3 separate regions of the Sus scrofa genome follow, and all the other regions are linked to region 3. A link is a contact called in public Hi-C and HiChIP or PLAC-seq data. All regions are on one chromosome and are shown on one strand. The core of a region is the stretch at or near the end of the contact, and the rest is flanking DNA. Distances in the headings are between cores, read along the strand shown. Region 1 holds the start of PPAT (amidophosphoribosyltransferase). Region 2 holds the start of AASDH (acyl-CoA synthetase family member 4). Region 3 holds the start of POLR2B (DNA-directed RNA polymerase II subunit RPB2).

Evidence for each region. A called contact is a pair of places that touch in the nucleus more often than the background predicts. HiChIP or PLAC-seq counts read pairs in DNA pulled down with a chosen protein or histone mark.
Region 1: a Hi-C map of liver shows a contact between it and region 3, with 6 times the contacts expected there. The contact joins the promoter of PPAT here to the promoter of POLR2B in region 3. A contact is called at or near these places in 1 of 5 promoter capture datasets (liver), 1 of 47 Hi-C or Micro-C datasets (liver) and 1 of 2 datasets of contacts at active chromatin or transcription factors (skeletal muscle).
Region 2: an H3K27ac HiChIP or PLAC-seq map of alveolar macrophages shows a contact between it and region 3. The contact joins the promoter of AASDH here to the promoter of POLR2B in region 3. A contact is called at or near these places in 3 of 47 Hi-C or Micro-C datasets (blood and liver) and 1 of 2 datasets of contacts at active chromatin or transcription factors (alveolar macrophages).

Annotation. Positions count from the first base shown.
Region 1 is chr8:55,699,724-55,702,565 of Sscrofa11.1, reverse strand. PPAT (amidophosphoribosyltransferase) reads left to right here and starts at 1,489. Exons shown (of 11, transcript XM_003482396.4): 1 at 1,489-2,318. The coding sequence starts at 2,191. It overlaps PAICS (multifunctional protein ADE2), which reads right to left and starts at 1,866. Exons shown (of 10, transcript XM_021101375.1): 1 at 1,741-1,866; 2 at 1,315-1,381. The coding sequence starts at 1,767.
Region 2 is chr8:55,643,967-55,647,151 of Sscrofa11.1, reverse strand. AASDH (acyl-CoA synthetase family member 4) reads left to right here and starts at 1,631. Exons shown (of 15, transcript XM_021101363.1): 1 at 1,631-2,738. The coding sequence starts at 2,730.
Region 3 is chr8:56,231,236-56,234,395 of Sscrofa11.1, reverse strand. POLR2B (DNA-directed RNA polymerase II subunit RPB2) reads right to left here and starts at 1,666. Exons shown (of 25, transcript XM_003129037.5): 1 at 1,511-1,666. The coding sequence starts at 1,529. It overlaps LOC100621115 (nitric oxide-associated protein 1-like), which reads left to right and starts at 2,214. Exons shown (of 7, transcript XR_002346682.1): 1 at 2,214-3,160.

The sequences.
Region 1 (2,842 bases), core at 240-2,739, 530 kb after region 3:
GACATGAGTTTGGAATTATGCAGTTAAAAATATATTAAAATCATTTCATCTGTTTCTTTTTTTTTTAAATGTGGCTACTAGAAAACAAAGTTACATATAGTTTATAACATTGTGTTTCAATTAGACAGACCTGTTCTAGAAAAAACAGCATAGAGAACCAGAGGGAGTAATGACTTTGGTAAATTAACCTGACTGGAATGTACGCTTAGGATTCACAAGAGAGAAAAAGCAAAGTAAAGGTTGAAGAGGTAGGAAGGGGGTGATAGGCAGGATAGGAATGAAAGGTTCTTTAGACTGGATTTTAACAGCTTTTGGGTTGCCAGCAAACATTTCTGGGCAAGGAAGTGCAAATTAGGGAGTTCTCATTGTGGTTCAGCAGTAACGAACCCAACCAGTATTTGAGAAATGCAGTTAGATCCCCGGCCTCGATCAGTGGGTTAAGGATTCCCAGCTGCGGTGAGATGCGGTGTAAGTGGCAAACATGGCTTGGATCCCACATTGCTGTGGCTGTGCTGTAGGCTAGCAGCTGCAGCTAAGGTTTGACCTCTAGCTTGGGAACCTCCATATGCCTGCCGCGTGGTACCACCCTAAAAAGCAAAAAAAAAAAAAAAAAGAGAGAGAGAGAAAGAAATAGAGTATGGGAGGAGGGCAGTTTTATCAGTAAAAATAACACAAAGGATCTTTCCTGAGGATCCTAATCATGAGCGAACAAAATTAGTATTATGTAAATATGTAATAGGGTCAATGCAAAGTGAAGAAGCAAACTTTTTTGGTCTGGTGGTTTTGGAACTCTCCAAGGCCATCATTGGTACAAAAAACTAAAACACACACACAAAACTTGGACAGCAAATTTTAAATTTTTCAAAACGTTCAATTACTAATTTTATGAAATAGCAGGTTATTATTAACGTAACAGGAAAAAGCAAGACTTTGAAGAGTCGACACCACATGTTCCCGTGAACTCTTTTGCAATATCTATTGACTGCAAGCGCGATTTCCAGGCAGCTCTCCAACCTCTGACCATTTCTCGTTTTAATTACCCTTTGCTCCTTTTCCCCATGCCAGAGGCAGTTCTGGATGTTTCAGAAAGTTGGGAGGCTGGGAGCGCTTTGTTTCCAATGCACCGCTCCGGCGCCCGGGCCACGTGTCCGCTCGTCCGGAGGGGCGGGTGCGGGAAGCCAGGCACTGCCCGGGAGGCTGTGATCTGGGCAGTGAAGAGCGCACCTGTCCGCGTCGAGCCCTCGAGCTCGAGGCCGAGGAGCTGGAAGGCCGCGGAAGCAGGAAACCCAACTCCCCGGGCCGCTGATTACTCACCCTCAGCCGTCGCCATTGTCCGGAGCGGGCTGGGGGCAGCTGCAGCGACTGCACAAGAGGGAGGACTCTGGAAAAGAAGCGCAATCAGAGGCTCCCAGGGCGGGGAAGGGAGGCACGGCCCCAGACACGCCCCCGGCGGGGCCGCGGGATGCACGGCGCCCCCTCTCGGACTCCGAGCACCACAACGGAGCGGGACTCCCGGGGGTCTCTGCAGCCGGAGAGGAACTTGAACGCCGGGGGCCACCGCTTCTCGCAGGCTTCCCGCGGCGCAGGCGCCGCAACGCGGCGGGTGCACCGCCCTGCGCGCGGGCGCAGAGCCAGAAGACAGGAAAGTGGCGCGCACCGGCGGCCCCTCCCCACCCCGCGGCGGCTCGCCCACCCGGCCCCCTCCTCCGCTGAGAGAGCGGGTCAGAGGTTGGAGCATACCAAGTAGTGACGCCCAGGGGAAAGCATGTGGGGAGGGACACAAAAAGTTTACTTTCTCTGGGAGAGAAGCGACCTCCACCCAGCTAGCCTCATCACCCCTAGCTTGGATGCCAGAAAATAACGGAGATTCTCCCAAGCAGGAAAATTACCTTCCCTAAGGGCTTAGGTAAAGGACTAGCTCCACCCACGGGAGCCCTGGCCCCGCCCTAACCGCGGAGCCCACCCTCCGCCTCCGCTCATTGGTGGGTTGTGAGGGGCGGGGCAGGGGCGGGGCGAGCTAAATTACACTCACTAGAGGGGAGCACGCGCCGCCGCAGTAGCGAGGGTCCTGCCGCCTGGAAGGAAGGGGCTTCATCCGCGCGAGCCTCTGGTGCCCCAGGCCGAGCGAGCAGCTGGTTGGTGCTTAGACTCCTCCTGCGGCGGCCGCTCCCTCCACGTGCTTTCGACGACATGGAGCTGGAGGAGCTGGGGGTCCGAGAGGAGTGCGGTGTGTTCGGGTGCATTGCCTCAGGAGAGTGGCCCACGCAGCTGGATGTGCCGCACGTGATCACTCTGGGACTTGTAGGGCTGCAGCACCGGTGAGCAGCTGGCTGCGGGGTGGGGATGGCGGAGCCTGTGTCTGCATCTGCCCGAGTTCTCCACCGAGGACGGGAGGCGGGACCGCTCTCTTACCTGGACCGGTTCCCTGCGGCATCCGCCAGATTGCCCAGGTGTGCGCGGAGATTACCTTGCCTCACCAGATTGCAGCCTTGTCCCTTGCAACCCTTAATGCTCTGTAGGGGCTCACCTAGCTCCAGTGTCGTGCACCCCCCATGGGTCTGGCCAGTTGGTAAGGCTCGGGTTCGCTTGGACTAACCCAGTCGGGGTTCCTACCGGGCTGCTTGTGGGTTTTAATCTCCCAGAGCCTGGCGCTGTGCTTGTGATATGCTTCTGTGGTGTGACTGCGGGTCCAGGACCTAAAGCTCGTTGGTTGAGGTTTCGCGCGGAGTCTGCAACCACCACAAGCTATTGTTTGCAAGGACAGAGCTATTGAGTAGATTTGTGTATTTGAACGTAGTTGTAGCTGTTGGAAATTGGGGATTCAAACCCGGGAAAACGGGAT
Region 2 (3,185 bases), core at 382-2,881, 590 kb after region 3:
AGCCACTGGTTTAGAGATGGGGCCTGGAGGACACAGGATCTCATTGCACACAGTAAGGTAAAAAACAAGTGGGGTGGCGGGGGGATCTAGGGTTTCTTTACCAGCTGGATGGGTAGATATGTGTAATTCCCAAATATAGAAACAAAGGTAAGATACATGTTTGAACCTCTCCCCAACCAAAGACCCATGAAGTTCTTATGAACAAGGGTAGGTATTCCTTGCTTGACCCGCTGCTACAGTCTCCTTCCACCAATGCTGAAGGACACTTGTGTTGAAGAGAACCCTGTGCCTTTTCAGGTATTATGGAAGCCAGGCTGCCTTTGCAGTGCTCTAGGCAGAACAAAGCCGGAACCCTGATCATTTATAACTGAGCAAGGGCTCCTGTGCCATCAGAGCAGAGAGCCACACCCTCTGTTGTTGTTCCTGGGTTCCCAGAATGTGGAAATTCTCTGGCCAGGAGTGCCACAGCAGCCACCCAAGCCACTGCTGGATCCTTAACCTGCTGCACCACAGGAGAATGCCAAAGCCAAACTCTCTGGCAGAGAGTGTTTACAAAACAGCAGGGGTTTGTTTGCAGGGTGCCAAGCAAGGGAGTGGGAGACAGGTCTTAGATCCAGTCTTGGTTTGTAAGCGAGGGGTGCTTTAAAGGGGGAAGAACAAGGAAAATGGGATTAATCACCATTTCTGTCACATTTCTTACTGCTGAGTTGGGAGTCAATTTGTCTCAGGTTTAGTCTCTGGCCAGGTGATCCAGGTCAGTGAGCTCATCTTGCCCTGGAGAAACAATCTAAGTTTGTGTGTTAGTGATGACAATATATACAACAGCGATTTTAGTATATGAATGATGTTATCAACAACAGTGATCTTTGTCATCTGACTGGTTGACTAGTGTTCAGTTACTACAGGATTGAGGTCAGAGGGAACAGGAAAGGGAATAAAGTTACCGAGGAGATTAATCATACTCAATAAGGGAACTCGGTTTTAGGGGGACTGAGTTTCAGCTTCCTCTCTGCTACCAGCACAATAGCTTAGAAAAATTACTATTATTTCTCTTGACATTGTAAATAACTAACTTGCATGCTTCCAATTACAACACCTTCGTTAAAATAGATTTTTATTCAGGCCTGTGGCTCAAGTTACTCTCTCCCCCTCAAACCTGCTTTTTAATAGCTCCTAGTGAAAGCTGAAATTTTGTTATTTAAATTCATCTGAATGTTAGGGACTTCGTTTGCGGGCTTCACTGCTACAGTCACAGTCTCCGCAATGTGGGGAGGGTTTTTTTTGTTTGTCCAAGTGATGAAGTCCAGTCCCCTGCGTATTTCACTCTGGTTTCAATGCTCTTCACATCAACCCCCCGGGACAGCTTTATCCCCACTTTAGAAACGAGGAGGCAGCTGCCCGGAATTGAGGTTTCTTGGCAAGCACAAAAGGGTGCAACTCCAAGCAGGTCAGCTCCAAAGTCCCTGGAAGCTGCCCTCAACGCCTCTATACTAGAGCGGAAACTTGAAAGGAGAGGAGCTGGCGACACCCACACCAACTCTTTTCTCTGGTTGGCCCGGCACTTCCAGGAAGGGGCGAGGCGGGGCGGGGCGGGGCGACGCTTCCTTCCCGGGTCGCTCGCGATGACGTAAGCAAGGCGCCGCGGAAGGACGTCACGAGGCGACGCTGAAGGCTGTTGCGAGAGCCCGCGCTGTGCGGCACCCTGCGGGCCGCGCGGTGGGCCGGCTCTTCCCCCCGGGGCGCTGGTTTGTCTGTGTGCGTGAACTGGCGTCGGGGCTGTGCTGTCGGGACCTCGTCGCCACCCCCTTCCCGCTGACCTCTCCCCGCTAGGCCTTCAGACTGGACTTCCGCGGGAGGCAGTGTCCAGGCGGACGTGTGTGAGGGAGGAGTGGGGCGGCAGCACCTGGGCTGGCTGCGCACAAGTTTGCTTAGGTTCAGGGCCGCCGACAGGTCTCGGCCGTTTATCAGTGGTGCCTGGTGGATGGAGTGGTGCACAGGCTGCCCTGGAGCCCTGTGCTTTCTTCGGTCTGCTGCCTTAGACCTTCTGCTCCTTTCGCATGGAAATGTCTACCTCGTCTTGCTGGCGTGGTTTTGGAAAGCAATTGAAAAAAATCTGTTGGAGGCTATAAAGTGCATTGCTGTTAACGTAGTCGCATAATCTAAATTAAAAAGCCGATGGATACGGGAAAATAAGCTTTTAGATTATTTATCAATCTTTAAAATGGTAAGTCACCATTTAGGAAAGTCACCAAGACCTCTGATGACTAAGTATCAGCCTCTACAGATGTAAATAAAATAGCAGCTGTCCTAAAACTGAATGATCCTGTTACACATATAATCTGTTTATCAGATTTTGCTTGTTCTTTTTTTTTTCCTTATATGGTCCCAGTGTTTGGGCATCCAGTAAGTATAGTACTCTCTGTTGGAGCGAATGTATTTATGATTCAGTTAATGAAAATAAAAACTTAAGACAACAAGAATAGATGTTGCCTTAATTCTCTGTAGCATCCAGTGGGAAACTAGCAATTAAAAAATCTTAATTGTGGAGTTCCCGTTGTAGCTCAGGGGTAATGAACCAGACAGTATCCATGAGGACATGGTTCTGATGCCTGGCCTGGCTCAGTGGGTTAAGGATCCAGCGTTGCCCCTGAGCTGTGGTGAAGGTCAGAGACGCTGCTGGGATCCTGCTTTGCTGTGGCTGTGGTGTCCCCTAGGTTGGGAACTTCCATATGACACAGGTGTGGCCCTAAAAAAAAAAAAAAAAAAAAATCTTAATTGTGTAGATATTTGTGGGGAATGTTGGAATTTGTCATGAAAATGGCATTTTCTAAAGTAATTTTACTCATTTTAGAGTCTTGTCCTTTTCTTTGCTGTCAAGTAATTTTAGTGGTCTTTGTGTGGACAGTTAACTGCTGTATATGTTTTTGCTTTGAAATAATGCATTTTTTAAAATGTAGACTGACTTTTTGTTAAAATCCCGTAGTATAATTATGTAGTATAGGCAATTGTTACTCATCTGCAAACAGAGAAGCAGAAGGTGCCCTTCTGTACTAACTGAATAAGAAGTGGACTTACATAATTTTTGTATGTGCTATGGAACACCTTCCTTACATTTATATAATGCTCATTTGTGTGTATGTGTGAAGAAAGCTTTAAATTTTTACCTTGTGTGTCACAAAAAGAGC
Region 3 (3,160 bases), core at 417-2,916:
CAAGGGACAGACACTGGACAAGAATAAGACCTTAATTAACATTTTTGAGAAATGAGAACATATTACCTACTCAAAAAATTAAGCTAATGGAGTCCCCTGGTGGCCCAGGGTATTAAGAATCCTATGTTGTCACTGAAGTGGCTCTAGTTACTGCTGTGGCACAGGTTAGATCCCTGGCCCAGGAACTTGCACATGCCTTGGGCTGGCCAGGAAAAAAAAAAAAATTTAGCTAAAAACACTTTTCTGAGGAGTTCCCATCATGGCTCAATGGGTTAAGAACCCAACAGAGCAGCTGTGAGTTCAATGCCTGGCCATCGAGGATCCAGCACTGCCAGAAGCTGTGGCATAGGTTGCAAATGCAGCTAGGATCTGGCATTGTTGTGCTGTAGGCCAGCAGCTGCAACTCAATTCAACCCCAGCCCAGGGAACTTCCATATGCCACAGCTTCGGTCCTAAAAAGAAAAAGGTATATATTTTTCGGAATTTTTTTTCTGAGATAGCAGTTAAGAAAAAAGAATACAATGATGCTAATAAATTTCTAAATGCAGAATAAAAATGAAACAGAAGCTTAAACGGTAGAGTTTAATTTTTTGCTTCAACTTTCTCTGAGGGAATAAGGAGAAATATGAGGAGTGTCAACGAGATTGGGAGCTAGAAGAAAATGAAGTTTGAAACAATAGCTGTGGAGAATGGAAGAGGAAGCATTAGAGGAGTTCCCACCGTAGCCTAACGAATTGGAGGCGTCTTGGGAGCACTGGAACACAGGTTGGATCCCCAGTCCAGCACAGTGAATTAAAGATCCAATGTTTCCACAGGCGTGGCTTAGTTCGTTAGCTGCAGCTTGGATCTGAGCCCTGGCCTGGGTACTCCAAATGCCGTGGGGCCGCCAAAAAAGAGAGAAAAAAATACATATATGTACATACACACATACATATAACGAAAAAGCGGTACACACTAAAGATGCTATATGTAAAAAGAAAATGAGTATATATTAGCCCTGTTGAGTAAAAAAGTCATCTCTCAAGATAATTTACTTAAGCGGAAAGCAGAGTGAAGGACGCCAAACAAGCCCAATCCCCCCTCCCACCCTGTATTCTCTGCACCGGCTGTATTTGCAGAGCCTAGCACATCGCCCAGCACAAGCTGACGTTCAAACATTCGACTATTCAATAAATCCACTATCTCTGACGTTAAGGGAAGTCGAGGAGCCCTTTGCTTCAGATGAACCCCAAACACCGGTACTGGTCGCAGAAGCCGCCTGCTATTTCAATACGGACGGATGGGGGTGTCACTTTTCCAGAAGCAGCCAGTGGAGACAACAAACGTTATAAATGCTGCGCTCCCCGCCGGTCCACCCTCCTAGTTCGTCCCCGGCCCGGGGATGGAGGGGAAAACGCCTGGGGACCCCGCGCGGCGGGCGGGGAAGAAGGCCTCAAACCCTCGACTCGCCCGGCTCCCACGTTTCCCCCCTCCGACGGTTCGCCGCGCAGTGTTCTAAAGGGTCACCTACCCTCGTCCGCGTCATACATGTTGGCACACGACCCCGGAGCTCCCAATCCTCGAAGTGAAACGCAGGACACCGCCAGCAGCCACCGCCAGCAGGCTCCCCCCGGCCGCAGCGCCAGGCAAAGTGATTTCCGTTTCCGGCGCTCCCAGAATATCCTGCGGCTCCCGCGAAACCCCGCCCACAAAGAAGCCGCCGTAAGGTTTGCGCCTGCGCGAAAGTAGGCTAAGGCCTGCGAAAGGTTAGTGCTACACATGCGCAGTTTGGGGGTTGACTCTTCTGTGGCTGCCCCGCGGGGCCGCGTCACAGCTACCGAATGAAGTCTTGTTTTGCAATGTTGTTGCACAAATAGTAGCCCCTGGAGACAATAAGATTTGTTAATAAAAGGATGTAGTTGTGCTTTATTTTTTCAGTTGCAAAAACTTTAAAAAAAGTTTTGAAAAATGACTACTCTGTACATCAACTATACCTCAGCTTTGTTAAAGTTTAAAAAGTGCGATTTCTGGAGTTCCCGTCGTGGCTCAGTGGTTAACGAATCTGACTAGGAACCATGAGGTTGCAGGTTCGATCCCTGGCCTCGCTCATTGGGTTAAGGATCCAGCATTGTCGTGAGCTGTGGTGTAGGTCCCAGACGCGGCTCGGATCTGGCGTTGCTGTGGCCCTGGCGTAGGCCGGCAGCTACAGCTCCGATTCAACCCCTAGCCTGGGAACCTAATGGTAAAAAGACCAAAAAAAAAAAAAAAAAAAAGTGCGATTTCTGAGCTGCAGGCAGCAGCCGAAGCCCGACCAAAGCCTCACTCGCTGGCTGACCTAGCCAACCCCGCCGAGCCCGGACCTCCCGTGCCTTTAGCTCCGCCTTAGGTGGGTTCTCGGGCCTCAGCGGCTTCATCGCGAGATCTCACGAGATGCGATCGGGAGGAGGAGCCGAAGGGCGACGCTGACCAATGACAGCTCTCTGGTCGTCCCAGGCTTTTTCCGGTTTACCAAGCAGCTGGGGCCGCAGTGCGCGTGCAAACCCGTGGCCTGCGCTTGGCCCGCGCCCACGTGCCCATGCCGCCCGCGCGCCTCGCTCCTAGGCTGCTGTGCGGCCTCCTGCGAGGTGGCTCTCCCACGGCCAGGCGCCTTGGTCTCCGGGACGCGCTCCTGGCAAACCGGTGGCCCGCCCCTGGCCCGCGCCCGCGTTTCCATGCTGCCCACGCGCCTCGCTCCTAGGCTGCTGTGCGGCTTCCTGCAGGGAGCCTCTCCCACGGCCGCGCGCCTTGGTCTCCAGGACGCGCTCCTGGAGAGGAGATGTGCGGCCAGCCTTTCATCCCAGCGCCCGTGGGCCCTGGGCCGGGGGCGTTCTCGGTACCGGACTGCGACTGGGGGCAGCGAAGGAAGGGCCGACCTAGAGGAGAGTTTTCTGTTCCCCGAGTACATCCCGGAGCCGGAGCCCGCACCGACCCTCCAAGACCAGCTACGAGAGGTGCAGCAGCGGCAAGAAGAGAACGAACGACAGATGCAGCAGCGGCGGGAGGAGCGGCGCCAGCAGAAGCTCCGGGCCGCTCGGCGGGTGCAGCGGGCGCAGCCGGTCGTGGGGCACCCGGACCCGACGGTGGCACCCAGCGGCCTGAACTGTTCGGGATGCGGGGCGGAGCTGCACTGCCAGGACCCCGG